Linked DNA regions of Pan troglodytes: region 1 is linked to region 2. Evidence: chromatin contacts called from public Hi-C data. All regions are on one chromosome and are shown on one strand. The core of a region is the stretch at or near the end of the contact, and the rest is flanking DNA. Distances in the headings are between cores, read along the strand shown. Region 1 overlaps LOC129143556 (a long non-coding RNA gene). Region 2 holds the start of TBL1XR1 (TBL1X/Y related 1).

Region 1 (7,656 bases), core at 3,850-6,349, 400 kb before region 2:
TCTGGTTTTCTCATTGTTTCCAGTGCCAACAAGGCTCCCTGGAACCTCCAAGCTATGACATGATTATGCTCATTATGAAGGGCAAATAGGACCAGCCCTCCAGACACTCCAACACCAAAACTATTTTTATTAAGGATTTTCTCCACTTACCTGGGAGTGGTTAGGTTTTGGAGCTTTGTGGAGGTATTTCCTCTCACATTCCTACCATCCTGGCATACAATTGTTGGACACCTGCCTATTTCACATCCTCCTTCCTCCTTTTCTTATCGCTCCCTGAGGTGCAGTTTACCCTCCCCTGCATCCCCCACCATCTGGACCAGAGTTTCTGCCTCTCTGAACCTAATTATTTCTCTTATTCTCTTGAACTACCGCTTCCCTTTTGCCTATGACTCATAACCTTTTATTAACAAACAATTAATTCTTTGCTCTTACAGTGTTCCCAGCTCAGTTTTTCTTTTCTGCATTCTGTTAAGTGCACACTGACAGGTGAATACCAAAGTATTTTATGTTACTACCCGCCCCAACACACACACACAAACACACACACACACACACACTTAGTAAACCTTTTCTTAACCTCACTGGGGTCACCATGCAAGTAATATTTACAATGCCAGAGATTGAAGCCTGAAATACCCAGCTGAAAAATCTTTAAATTTCAGAAGGCAAATGAAAAGAGAAACATAAATGAGTAACACGACAATTTGACAATGAAGAAAACCAAAGAGGAAGAGAGCTCTGAATATAAAATGGCTAATATTAAAGAGTAAGAGTACATTTGAATGAGATAATAAGGGAAGGGAAAAATAGTTTCTCAAAAGGGGCAGATGTATTGTCCTGATTTCTAGATCATAACAGGGACCCAACAAAGGAGAGGGTATCAAGAATTCTTCATTTTGAGTTGTCCATCAACCAAGGCATTCTGGTGGCAAATCACCTAATCTCTCCTTACGTCTCCACTTCAGTATCTATAAAACTATATGTAATAAATCTAAACTATGGACCATGTGTAGTCTAAGGAGTACCTGATTCAAGATTATTCAGGCTGATACTAATGCTCCAGGTTATTTCTGTTATGATTGATATTGTCAGAAAAGCCCAGAAAGGATTTAGAAATATTTGATGATGAGATGTGGAGCCAGGGAGGGATTGCAGAGGAGTCTTTGCATCTTTGACTTGGAGACTTCAAAAAAATACACTCAGGCTGGGCACAGTGGCTCACACCTGTAATCCCCACACTTTGGGAGGCAGAGGCAGGCAGATCACTTGAGGTCAGGAGTTTGAGACCAGCCTGGCCAACATGGCAAAACCCCGTCTCTACTAAAAGTACAAAAAAATTAACTGGGCATGGTGGCGCACGCCTGTAATCCCAGCTACTTGAGAAACTGAGGCATGAGAATTGCTTGAACCCGGGAGGCAGAGGTTGCCGTAAGCTGAGATCATGCCACTGCACTCCAGCCTGGGCAACAGAGCAAGACTCTGTTTAAAAATAATAATAATAATAATACTCTCAAAGGGACACCACCAGAGGATTGTATCAGCAGGATTTATCCTCAGAGTTGATTGATGGATTCCCTGTCTATCTGGGAGTGGTTAGGTTTTGCACCTGTGTGGAAGTGTTTCCTCTTACATTGCTATTGTCCAGGCAGGTTCATTCTGAAAAGCAGCTTGCTGACAGGGGTGTGTGCTAGCTGCAATAGAGGAACAATGATTGTTAATTAAGAAGAGGACCCAATAACAAGAAATCACAAGCTCCTAGGTATCAAAAACTTGCCTGACTACTTATCTTAGCAATGCCTTTAGGCTCTTCAGCCAGTTCTGCCTGTCAGACCTCAGAGAGCTATTCTAATTGGTACAGAAAAGTTTGAGAAATGATGCCACAACAAAATGGCTACTATTTCCTAGAGAGAGTTGCAACATGAGGAATTATCATTTGAAAATTCATTCAAGGTTTTTGAGCAATTCATCTAAAGACATCTCCGGTGAAAAATGTGTCCACGTTTTCATAGGTGATATAATATGAAATACTTTTCATTTGTGCAGTACTTTCAGTTTGTATGTGACCCACATATATTCTCTTATTTGCTCCTCCTCTGCCCTCCTTCCACCCCAACAACACAATGAGGTTGGCACTATTATCCACAGTTTACAGATGATAAATCTGAAGCCCAGATACATTTGTTCTTCTGGGCCCATGTCACAAAGTTCTTAAGAAACCTAGCTAGGACTTCTTCTCAGATTTTCTGACTCCAACTTCGCTGTTCCTTCTTTTATCTTATTGCTGCTTAAGAAGATACAAATATATCAACTTAGAAAAAAATAAGAGTTAAGGAAAAAAATAAAATTAAGGCAATGCATGTTTGGTGCTTGCATAAAATTCCTGATTTGTGATATTAAAAGTAAGCTGATTGATTTCTCCAAATTATGATGAGTATTTCTAGACATAGGCTTGGTTTCTCAAAAAGGATTAGCTAATTCCACTAAAAAATTTCCTAAGCAAGTGTTTCACGAACATTTTTAGTCACTTGACGACCATTGATTGAACCAAACTCTGGTCACACTAGCCAATATATAAAAATATTATGAAAATGAATTGGATGGGGAGAGGAAAACACAACCATAGATTGACAAGACAAACACCAAATCTTTACAATACATAACACTGGGAGGTGGGATGATGGTTGATTTTGCTTCTTAGTTGGACTTTTCTGAATTTTTCAAATGACCTACAATAACTATGCATGACTTCTATAATTAGGAAGGAAGTTACACATTTTTATTTATTATAAGAATGCCATGTTAGATGAATGAACTACAAAATTGCAATTAAGACCAAGAAATCACAACAAAATACATTAGTAACAGAAGAAACCATCCTGAGACACCTCTCCCTGAATCTCTTGCAAATCATTAAGGGACCCCACCCTCCAGGTCATCATTAAAGGTAATTTTTCTAGAGGATTCTGAGGGAATAACACAGTCTATACTTACTCCCTTCCCCAAACCAGGGCAAACAGCCAAATGTAAACATATTTTTAAATCTTGCTTTATTGTGTTGTTTATTCAAACTCAGTATTTTAGAAATGTATTCACTTGAGACAGAAATATAAGCAGCCTGAATGTCGGGGGGTTTGTTACAGGAGCACTGCCTGCCAGGAGGTATGGAATCGTGAAGGGTGGTAGGTAGAGCAGGCACGGGGTGGTATGTAAGTTTGTGCAGGAAGGAAATAACGAAGAGTATAGGCTTTGCCCAAACGTATGGTGTTTCTGAAGCCTTCCTAATGTCTAACCTATGAGGGCACACACACGTGGAGCATCCCTGGACCCCCAACCCCACCCTTCCTTCCTCTTGCTCCATTCTTTCCCACACCCTTTCCACTTCTGCCCTTTGCTTGTATCACAGCTTCACTTGTCAAGGTTCTTATATGAAGATCTATTGTGTCATTTTAAAGATTTGTAAGGGCCCACATTGCTAAAACATAAAACGAACAAGAACTGACTTGTGTGCATAGAATAGGTCTCTTTCCTCAGAAAAGGAAGTGGCTTGGGAAAAAAAAATCCACAGGGTAGTTTCCAATATCACTACATTCTGGAAGTCAAGCTACAGGAAGTAAGTTGGATGCTTACTTAATAGCCCTCACCAACAATGGTTTCTGGGACCAAAATGAATAGCACTTTTTGTTTTATTTTGCTTCTACCTTACTTTATACTAATTATATGAAGTGGGTTTTTCAATGTACTCTCTGCTTTTACATTCTGTCATCAGCTCACTTCCTCCCTCCCCTCTGCTTCCACCAGTTGGGGAAAAGTCTCTCATACATGATTATTGGCAAAGTGTTCCCACAAGTCATTAATTGAATCCTATTTCCCATAATAGCCATAGTACAAATTATTTTACATATCCAATTGCAAAATAGATGGCCCTGAATTTGTTTTTAAGACACTCATGTTATACAACTCAACTAGTATGGATGGAAGAAATCTAGTCTTTAGCATTATATATTGGTGTCCTACTTCGTCAGGATCAAATTGATAAATATGAGAAAATTAAGCTAGGCGCTAAGTTTCGTGAGGGTATGGACCATTTCTCGCCACCCACCCCAATGCCTAACACAGTCCTGGCATGTGGATGGCATCAATAACATTTGAACTAAAATGTAATCGAATTGAATAGAAGTTTAATGATATCGCCAAGCTTAATTAGGCTGCAGCACTGTAAAAAAAAAAAAAAAAAAACTGGATCCTAAATAGACTAGTAGGTTCAGAAAACCCTGTCTGGTGGGTATCCGTCTGCACAGCATAAACAGACTGCTGCATTGACTGGAGAGAAAATAGGGAGGTAGGAATTTGCCTATGCAAAGCCAAGAAGCTGGCACTTTCCACCATTGGGTATGCAACCTGGTGAAATTTGGCAGTCAGTCTTAGCCAAAGGGGAAAGAAGCCACTCTGTCTTTAAGGACAGGCTTTCTGGAGAGACCTGCTTTCAAAAATCTCAAGGCCGTGACAAGTCACCACAAATCCGTCCTTTGCTAAACTGACTCTAAAGTGAAGCAACTGACTCCCTTCTGTGTTCCAAAAGCTTTTGCATATTCAAGAGTCTTTTTTATACAGTAGCTCCAGAAAGACCTTTTTGAGTTTTTTTTTTTCTTTTTTTCCATTTTAAACATCTTTTGTCTGGCAAATAAAGTCATCCTTCATCATTTTAATGTGTAAAACATTTCCAGCCAAAATGTGATTGAACTGTGCCAGATCAAAGGTTATAATGCAATTTTTCCAAGTCAGTAGGAAAATAGAATGTTAAGTATGAGAAACATTCTGAGACAGCAGGGGTGAAATGTAGTTCCCTCTCCACTGTGAACAGGGTAAGAGAAGATGAAAACCCAGGAAAAACAATTCAGCAAAAAAACAAGAACATTCAAAAGCCCAGAAGAGAATTCTGAAGTGCGGAGAAGACCTGGAGAATGTCATATTAACGATGAGTGGCAACTGAAAAAAAAGAAGAAAACCTTTCAGGAAGTAGAGGATACACGAAGTCAACAGGAAATGAACTGTGGGTTATTTAAGGTTATCTGAGAGCTAAATGTGCCCTAAGTGTGACCCAGTAAAGGAGGAAAGGTCTCTATAGAGATGCTAAGAGGTTGTCTGCTGGATGCATTACAGTGGGTATTAGACTTCTGGTTGTTTTTTTTTTAATCAATATGTGATCCAAGAATCACATCAAAGAAGGCCTCTCCTCCAAGCCCCATAAGCCAAACATAGGCTGCCTACGTTTGAAAGACCTGTACATACACAGATCCCATCCCTCAACTGCCTCCGTGTGTTTTTAATGGACTCTTCACAAGCCTAAACTGGCTATGTTCCAGCCATGAAGCATGAGGCTGGAGAACAGCTTTTTTGTCTTCACCAGCCAAGCATTCACTTCCTGTGAAGCCAGATAGATAATGAGAGGGAAACAAAACCGCGTTGCAGGGTCATCAGTCCAGCCTTGCCGCTTCTAAACAGAAATATATGTAGTGAATCAAAAAAGGCTTGTCTGAATGTGCCTTGGTCGAAGCACTGAGAGTCTACCTAGAGCATTCAGCAATGTCTGGAGCATTTCTGGAAGCCATCCACAGGAAACTGAAGCCACCGCATTGATTTCATAAGGATTCATTCTCCCCAGGCTGCTGGGTTTAAAATGGGCTGAGTGAGCCAGAGTACAAATTCAAATTTGCTTAGGCAACACCGAATCCTGCTAGATTGTAACCCTCTGCTGCCAGACTTCTGGAAAACTGCTTAAATTATGGCCCTAATGTCTCTTGTCAGAAAACAAATGGATAAAGTCTTCTCCCACTTCCTGGGAAGAAACCAGTAAGCTGGGATAGCTTGGAGCACACTGGAACATTGCAAACCACAAATGTCTAAATTACCCAGCCAGGTGAGTCCATCCAGTTCTGGTCTGAAATGTGCCCTGAAGCAATACAGACATGCAGAACAGAGTTGCCCTGGCATAGTCAGCAGCGTGGAAAGCTGTGTGATTAAAGCCAAGGGATGTGCATGGGAGTTGTATGAGTGAGCAGAAGGAGGTATAGCTTTTGATACAATCTTCCTCCTTTGGGATGGAACACTTACACCTCTGGTTTTCATTTGCAAAGAGAAAAAAAAAGCAAAAGAATAAACAACAGAAAATATGACTTTGGATGCTTCTGCCAACATCTGAGTAAACCTTTAAGGAGATTCCAGGCAATAGAACTTGGCACTGTGCTTCACAAGTTGGTGTAAAATAACTGGTGCCAAATGCTAAAAGGGAATATCCTTATGACTCTGCATGAAAACTCTGGCAAAGCCCACTCCCTTGCAAAAGGGTCTTCCATGATGCTTTTGCCACAGAAATCCAGTATAATTCCACAGCACTGGGGTCTGGCACCTTTTCCTGGCATGACTCCTTGCTGTACGTATATGTGTATATCCAAGCATCTATGCTTAATGAGCATGCACTCAAATTCTATCTGGCTCACCTAGTTAACAAGGTTTGGGCAGTCAGGAATATGTTGGGGCAATCACAGCATGGTTTTAAGATAAAAGGAAGGTGTTCTCTTCCTGGAAAGACTCCAGCAGTCCACAACCTAGACAAAGCCACGTCTGAGGCAGAGCCTGTGACCTGTGAATGTGACCAGTTCCCCAGAGTTTCTGGAGGACTTCACTGTAGTCTCCTTCAGCAAGTGAATTGCTCCCAGTCCCACCTCAAGCAAGTTGACACTGAACAGCAAATCTGCCCTATATTCAGCTGAAAATTCATGTTGGTTTGAAAGCCAAGAGGAGGGGATAAAACCTCTTGATGAAGCTAATAGGAGGGGTTTACATAAAGACGCAAATACAGTTGAGAATAATCTCCAAATTGGAGGTGGGGTTATGATTGGTCCTCATCTCTAGAGATATAGACAAAATCATTGCTACTTTAATTATTCATCGACATAACACAGGGATCAGTCACTACGGTTTAATAAGAGAAATTGTATTCTAGCGCCACTGACCTCAAGGAGCTTACAACAGTCATCATAAGCAATACTTGTAGAGGTGTTTGACATTTTACAAAATGCTTGTTGCGTGTATCAGTGCAGAGATATGTAAGAGAAACATAACCTAAATGAGAATAAAAGAGTCATTATAAACTGGTGTATAATAATACATCAAATGACTAGTACTAAGGGTCATCACTGGGATATCAGAGGAGAAAATGGCTGCTTCGACCAACCAAAGGATGATTGGGAATGGAAAGTTTATGAGATGGGAGATTTGAAAGAGGAAAAACATTCTTACCAGAGAAGATAAACATCTTTTTTTTCTGTCAGATAACAAACTATATTTTGAACCTTTCTATGTTGTAGGCACTGTGCCAGGTGCTGGATTTATAACCACAAAAACAGAGAGGCAGAATGTCTGCATTTCCAGTGGGCAAGACAGACAATGTGTAAGTAAACAAGTAAATAAACAAGAGAATCAGATAATGCAATAAGTGCCGTGAAGGAAATAAATGGTGATGTGACAGGTCTTTTTTTTTTTTTTTTAGTTCTCTATTGTGCACGTAGCAAGTGCTCAGTTAGTTCAATCTTATTAAACATGTGGTAACACAAAACTGCATAATACTTCAAAATAAAAGCTCCAATGACAATTTCA
Region 2 (7,716 bases), core at 1,043-3,542:
TCTTCATATTTAAATGCAGTCATTTACGCACAGAAATGTCTTGTAAACTACAGGGATATAAACAAATGCATGGATTATTATCATTGTGAGGAGGCTCAACTAACACTGAACAACTTTAGGAGGCAGCTTGGTGTAGGGTATAAGAACTTCAGGCTGGAAGACCTGATCCTATGAACCTGCAGGAGGGTGTCTCCTCCCTTGTGGAATAAGGGATAGAAGTCATTTAGGGGAAGGAGAAGGGGTGGGGTGGGCAGCTTTGAATATGACGCTTTAAGAACTGGTATGGTTGAGAAGTCCTCACTCACTGAAAGTGGGGTTTGATTTTACAGTCACTGCTGTATGGAGAAGACCCGCCCGTGGTGGCACAATATGAAACTTAAAAAATAATCTAAGCCAATAGATATGTTTCATTGAGTGGCTCCACCGAGATAGTTTACTTACTGAAGACAGGGTATGTTTAGTGATATCTACGTCATTTATCAACTCAAAAAAAAAAAAGGAAGATACTATATACTCTTTTCAATTCTGAAATAAAGTCTTCTGAAAGGTGTTAGTTCTGAGGTAAACAAGCCTCAGCTTTAGAATCCTATTGAAATGCAAAACTTGCTTTGTGCGGTTTCCCTGTACACTCTGCATAGTGTTTTGGAAACCTGCAGTTATCTAAATTCCCATCGGGTGACATTGTTTAATCCAACATTCCCACTTTCATACATGAAAATAGCTCTAAGGACATACGACTAATATGCTTTGAACTCTCTGGTGGTTGGAAGGGAGTTTCCAATCCCACTCCCTTTCCTCTGATGGTTTTCCTGCTCCCTGCCCCACTAGGTCATTCAGGAAAGGCCTCTGGCAGCTCCCCCAAGCAAGGGCTCAGGGGGGAAAGAGACATTGACCTTGGCCAAGAAAGCATCTGTCTAATTACTGAACTTATTAGGCCACCAGGAGTCCAGACTGGTGCAAGTTACGACTAATGTGTGTGTGTGTGTGTGTGTGTGTGTGTGTGTCGCAAAACTTCAGGCTTCTGACATTGAGAGGAAATGATGGTTGCTTTAAAGTGATCACTACATCTATTTTCAAATATTCTGATGAAAGTAGGAAAACAGAACCCTTCACCTTTAAGAAAGCTGCAAACATTATTTTGCTTTGAAGGCAGTAATAACCGAAATAACAAAAAGGTTTCAAGTCGTATCTTAATGTAAAAGGGTGGCTGCTTCTCCAGTCCTGAGCTTATACAAAGCTCTAAAAACCACCCTACCCCATCTTTCTGAAAGTCTTAGCAAGATTACCACCCCATTTGCTTTAAAACCTGTGAGGTGCCTCCCTTCTTTAAAAACAACCCTCCCTCAACCATACTGCCACATTATCACTCATCTAAGTTATACTTTATAAACCGCCTTGCTGTGCTTCACACATGCAAAAAGTACACAAAGTGGATAAACTTCTACTGTGGATGCCACCGTGGAGGTATATATTTAGTAAACATTTAGTTACATTATTTTATTTTTGTGAAGTAAGAACTGATCGAGCAAACCTTTCAAACAGACCCACCAGATGATAAATACCACCATATGCTTGATTCACAGTACATTTGGGCATAAATACTTCAATTACAGCTTTGTGTTTAGTATCAAAAACCTTTTCTTGTGTGCGTGTGTTTTCTCTCCAGATCCCGTGCTCTGGATCACATTTTGAAAGTCGCTTATTACAGATAAAGCACCTTTCCAGGTACGCTTCGGAGAACCATATGTATTTACGCACACAAAGGTGTTCACAGAGATTTTCACAAACAAATGTCCATATGATGCCGCGCCGCACTCCCCCACATGCCCGCCGCGTGTGCGCCCAGCCCCCAACGCCGCCGGGCCGCCCCCCGGACACGCGGGAGCCCGCGGCGTCCTTGGGAAACTTCGCCGGCGGCTCCACCCCGGCCACCGCGCGGGCCTCCCCGCCCCCACCCGTCTCGGGCCCAGCGGCCCACACCCGAGCACACCCAGGCCGGCCCGCGGCGGTGGGGGCGGGGCGGGCGGCCCGGGGCCCCGAGGCGCCTTCGAGTGCCCGCGGGGCTCGCCTGATTTTTAAAAGAATGCGCCGCACAGCCCAGCCCCCAGTGCCGCCAGAGCGGGCCGGGAGGGAGAGGAGCGCGGCCGCTGGAGCCCCCCCGCCGCGCCGCCGCCGCCTCCCGGCGTCCGCGGCGCCCCTCCCCCGCCGGCCCCTCCCCCGCGCGCCCGCCCGCCCGCCCGGCGCAGGCCGCTCGGGTTTGTTTTGCTGCGCGGCCGCCGCCGCCGCCGCCGCCGCCGCGGGCCTCGCGAGCTCATTTGTGCCTGGCTGGTCCCCATTCCTCTCTCCCCAGTGTTGAGTGTCTGAGCCGTTGGCTGCTCCGAACCGTTTGGCTCTTTCCCTTAGTAACAGCTTTTACCTTCTGCCTCAATTCCTCTCCCCGCTCGCGCCCTTCCCCCGCGCGCCGCCTCCCCCCGCCGCCGGCCGCGTGCGCCCCCGCCCCTCCCCCCGCGGCGGGAGCACCTCCGCTCGCCACCTGGGGACCCGCGCCGCGCTCCCCGCCCCCGCCCGCCCGGCGCCCATCCCCCGCGCCCTCCGCTCGCTGGGGTTATAATTGCCTCTCACCCCCCGGAGGGGTTATTTTGGGGGTGGTTGGAGGCGGTGGCGGCGGCGGCGAGGAGGGGAATTTCCTTGTGCCTCCATTCCCGGGAGGGGGGAGCGGCGTTGGAGGCCACCGTTTCCAGGTAAGCGCTGGGGGCCGGACCCTGGAGTGGGGGCGGCCGGGGGCCTGGGCGGGGGGCGCGGGCCAGAGGCGGCCGGGGGCGCTGGGCCGCGGGGGGGGATGGGCGCGAGTGGAACATGCATTTTTCAACTTGGCCCTTGGGGGAACTGGGCTTGCGTGGGGGAAGGGAAGGCAGGGAGGGCACTTGGGGCGCCCCCATCCCCCCGTTTTCCTCTCTCAGGTTTCTTTGAAATGCTCACGTGCCTGCCCACCCCCCTACCCTTTCCCGGTCTCGGGGGATCCTCACCCTAATTATGTTGTCCCCGAAAATGTGCACCTCGGCCTTCTCCCCCTCTTCCTCCCTTCGTGCATTTACACCCCCTTTTTGTGCGTGTGTGTTTGAGGGAGGGAGGCTTTCAGGAAAGGATTTGCAGCAAATTGAATCAAGGAGCCATCATGAGGCCGACTCCTTTATAGCCTATTTTTAGCAGAGGAGAAGGAGCTTTTCGGTGCATGCTATTTTGTGAAACCTCGGGCGGCAATGGAAATCTCCCCTCCCCGGGCGCGTCCCCGGCCCGGGCGCGGCGACCCCGGCCGGCGTGCTAGGGGCTGCGGGCGGCTGTTGGGGCCGCGCGTCCGGGGCGGGGGCGCCGGCCGGGGGAGGGGCGCGCGGCAGCCGGGCCTTGCTCCGGGACGTGTTTATTTGTAACTTAGTGCTTTTTATCGTCTTAAGGAGGTATTCGGTGGAGGCTCTTTGAAGTTGGGTTCAGGAGTGTAGAATTGGCAAAGTTATTGCCAGCTTCCTGGTAAGTTTTGGGTGGCACAGAGTCACGTTATTTTCTGACAGTGTAAAGGCCACGTTGTGAGGGTGGTTTCTCGGTAACTTCCTCTTTGCAACCGATGTAATTTTTTGAACAGAAGCAGACTTTTATTTAAGTGGAATATTAATCTTAAATGGCAGCTCGAGGGAAGCCATGCATGTGTTAACGTGTTCAGTATTTTTGGAAGTTCTTAATTTGCTGAAACAGGCATCACTTCGCAGTGGCAACCGGGATTAAATTTAGGTTGTGAAAATGGTGTATTTCATGTAAAATTTGGGTTGTGGCTTTTAAAAAATGCTCTCTTTGTTAGGTTATCTAAGTGTCTCTAAGATAATTTGGTGATTACAAATGAGAAATGTTGGAAACTAGTTAAAAATTAGGTGTTCTCAATGTCTGGAGTTTACTTGAAATCTTGGACTGTGCAGGCACCAGGGGTGAAGAGTTTTAGTACCTATGTGATTTACAGTTGACTTAGGAAAGTTTACTATTCACTTTCTTGTTTTCCAAACAGGAACCGTATGCTGATCTAAACAAGCTTGTTAATAAAATGTGGGGGGTGAAAATGACAGGTTATTTTTAGTTTGAATTTTAAGACTGAATGGTTTCTCCACCCCCCACCTCATATAATTAAGTGATCTTCCCCCTCCGTTTTTCCTAAAGGCTCCTTCACCGGTTTGGGTAATAAGGCCCTCGTGGTGTGTTCATCCACTTACCTGAAATAACTTGGAATAAATAATTTCGATTACACGTTGAAGATACAATGAGTGACTGTTTGGGTTTTCCAGTGTGATTCATTTTCATTTTTGTTAAAATAAGACCCGTGCTACATTGATGTATTTTAGTAATGCCGACTTCCTGGGATTGTATGTTCTCACCATTTTAATAGTTTATAGTCTGGGGAAGTAGGGCACCTTTGTCTCCCCGAAAACATGGTGTGTGTTGGGTGGTATCATGGGAGTTGATGGCAAGCTTCCCAAATAGTTGAGAGTTCTAGAAATAGTTAGCATTTACCTGTGGGGGAGGGGCTGCAGGAAGAAAGTATGCCTGAGAGCAGTTAGGCGTGTGATGTGTGATTAGGCTTCTTGCTCTTAAATCCAGGTTTTCTTGTTTGGAATATGATTTTTTTTTTCAACCCTATCCTGCACTGAGATGTATGTAATCGCGATCATTAAAGTCATAAATAACTACTATTTTTTTTGACGTTTGAGTTGTTAGAATCCGACCTACAGGACAAAATACTAAACTGTATGGGGGACGAAAACTACGTGCCTGGGAAAAGTTTTTCTTACTGCTAAGGAGCTTAATAAAGTGACATGTTAATGGCATAAAAATTGTTGCAAAGCTCACCGTCAGTTTATAAGACATTTTTCTTTTAACGTATACCAGCTTTGGGTATTAATGTGGGAGACACTGGTGGTAAATGGAGTGACCCCTTGCAGAGATGATATTTTTGCATTGGTTGCTTCAAAGAAGTGTTAAGCATTTTAATACGTATGTCTAAGAATCTTTTTGATATTTGTATTCTCGACACCTAATTAAAGGTTTTGCATGATTACCATGACACCAGTCTCCCGAAAGAACTAGAGGTAACTGCTTCCTGTGTTCTAGGAGCCTTTCAAGCTAACAGAAGGTAATATAAATATAAGGGGTACTGATAAAAGGAAATGTATTAATAGACCTTTTGAACATCAACTTGTTGATTAAATCTATCAGTGCAGTATGTATACAACCTTGTCAGACGAGTAGCTGACAAAGGAATCTCCCTTGTACAACTTGTAGCAGTACTATTATAAAGAATTCCTGACTTGACACATTTTGATGAAGTTGGTTGAAATAATTTGTTGGGTTTGTTCAATTTTTGGTGTCATTTATATAAAAAGAATAAAGAAGAATGTGAATGGTAGGAAGTCAGGGGAGAGGCATGGCAGAAACATTGGTATTCACTAGAACTTGTATTTTTCTAGTGCATGTGAATTGGACTCATTTCACAAATAACATTTACAGTATAAGTCACTGAAATGCAAAAAAGGAAAGCAGCTAACACGAGACATTTATACTTTATGCTCAGACATTCTGGTAGTAGAGGAGGGCTAGGACCCTAGAGCTGTGTAGTAAAGAATTGTTGAGTATCGTTCAGTTTAGGTACCACGAAGGTGGTATCTCCTGCTCTGCCACCAATAGAAACTTGAAGTTAAAAAGAAAAGACTCTGAGAGCGCTGATGCTGGAGAGATTTGGCTGTTTACCCCTCTGGGATTGGATTCGGTAAGAGTGCAATTAATTGCCCTGTAACCATAGAGCCAGAGGAGAGGGACTAGGTGCTCCGGGCTATGCTCTAGGAGGTGTGAGGTGCTTTCTATGCTGTTTATACCCTAGGCTAATCCTATGAGGTAGATAGTGTTGGGCTTTTTTTGTGGATGATGAAACAGAGGTGCAAAGAAGTTAATTCCCTTGTTCAAGGCCACAAAATTATTAAATGAACACTAGGATTCAAACCTGGGTCTGTCTTAGATGACTGAATCTGCGGAATTTTCCCAGCTGTTTTGTTAGTCTTGATCCGTGTAGATCATCCTTCCAAAAACTTGTGTTTCTAATCAAGTTTATGATCTATAGTTGAGCGTCTGTACTAAATGGGTCGAGTGATTGCATGGGTAAATGAAATTGATAGATCTCATATCATTGTGCTGAATTCCCTAGCACCATTTAATAAGATGCAGTCTTGCTGGGCGCAGTGGCTCACGCCTGTAATCCAAGCACTTTGGAAGGCCAAGGCGGGCGGATCACGAGGTCAAGAGATTGAGACCATCTTGGCCAGCATGGTGAAACCCCGTCTCTACTAAAAATACACAAATTAGCTGGGCGTGGTGGCGGGTACCTGTAGTCCCAGCTACTCGGGAGGCTGAGGTGGGAGAATCGCTTGAACCCAGGAGGTGGAGGTTGCAGTGAGCCAAGATCGCGCCATTGCACTCCAGCCTGGGCGATAGAGGGAGACACCCTCTCAAAAACAAACAAACAAACAAACAAAAAATTTGTGTAAGAAAAATCATTGAAGTCTTTGTGTTGTAGCATAGTGGTTAAAGTGAGTTCAAACTCAGGCTCTATCCTTTACTAGCTGTGATGTTGGGGTAGTAGCTCCTCATACGTTTTATTTATTTTTTAAAATTTTATTTTATTTTATTTTTTTGAGACGGAGTTTTGCTCTGTTGCCCAGGCTGGAGTGCAGTGGCGCGATCTCGGCTCACTGCAACCTCCGCCTCCTGGGTTCAAGTGATTCTCCTGCCTCAGCCTCCCAAGTAGCTGGGATTACAGGTGCCTGCCACCACTCCCGGCTAATTTTTGTATTTTTAGTAGAGATGGGGTTTCACCATGTTGGCCAGGCTGGTCTCGAACTCCTGACCTCAGGTAACGTGCCTGCCTCGGCCTCCCAAAGGGCTGGGATTATAGGCATGAGCCACAGTGCGCCTGGCCCTAATGTGTTTTAGTTTCTTCATCTGTGTAAGGGGACAGTCAACTTCATAGAGTTAAGCAGATCGAGTTAGTGTGTGAGAGGTACTTAGAACAATGGTTGACATTCTAAGCATCCTGTAAGTGTAAGTTGCTCCTGATAGGTTTGATTTTTGAAGTTTGTTTCTTTGTATTACATTTTATTTGCTTGTTATTTATTTTAGTAGGGGCATAATGTCATAGGAAGGATTTGATAGCTCCATTTCCTAAGTAACCCATTTGAAGTAAACTTAGCTTGGTTTTTTTTACTCTTAAAAAGTTGTGGTTTAAGGCTTACATATACTATGAATAATTTACATGATTGGTGTAGGTACGGTGGTGGATCTTTTTTGCATGCCTTTGTTGCTATTCTGTCATCTGGGTTGGACTTCTTAAGCCTACTTGCACCAGTTGAAACATTTTTCAACTTTCTTTCTTTCTTTTTTTTTTTTTTTTTGAGATGAAGTCTCACTTTGTTTGTTGCCCAGGTTGGAGTGCAGGTTGGAGTGCAATGGCGCGATCTCTTACTGCAACCTCGCGCCTCCTGGGTTCAAGCGATTCTCCTGCCTCAGCCTCCTAGCTGGGATTATAGGCATGCCCCACCACGCCCAGCTAATTTTTGTATTTTTAGTAGAGACGGGGTTTCACCATGTGGTCTCCATCTCTTGACCTTGTGATCCGCCCGCTTTGGCCTC

The links. A called contact is a pair of places that touch in the nucleus more often than the background predicts.
Region 1: a contact with region 2 is called in a Hi-C map of stem cell-derived neural progenitor cells, with 4 times the contacts expected there. The contact joins the enhancer-like site here to the promoter of TBL1XR1 in region 2. A contact is called at or near these places in 1 of 7 Hi-C or Micro-C datasets (stem cell-derived neural progenitor cells), 1 of 1 datasets of contacts at active chromatin or transcription factors (stem cell-derived excitatory neurons) and 1 of 1 other capture datasets (stem cell-derived neural stem cells).

The regions. Positions count from the first base shown.
Region 1 is chr2:180,789,889-180,797,544 of NHGRI_mPanTro3-v2.0_pri, reverse strand. All of the region lies in intron 2 of LOC129143556 (a long non-coding RNA gene), which reads right to left. Among named protein-coding and RNA genes, the nearest start is that of TBL1XR1, 400 kb to the right of the region's middle. Within about 2 kb of position 5,099, at least 9 of the 24 cell types and tissues checked have an H3K27ac peak or open chromatin away from gene starts, as enhancers often do. A contact at or near this core is called in stem cell-derived neural progenitor cells, where this site is marked.
Region 2 is chr2:180,390,463-180,398,178 of NHGRI_mPanTro3-v2.0_pri, reverse strand. It overlaps TBL1XR1 (TBL1X/Y related 1), which reads left to right and starts at 2,292. Exons shown (of 15, transcript XM_016942314.4): 1 at 2,292-2,741.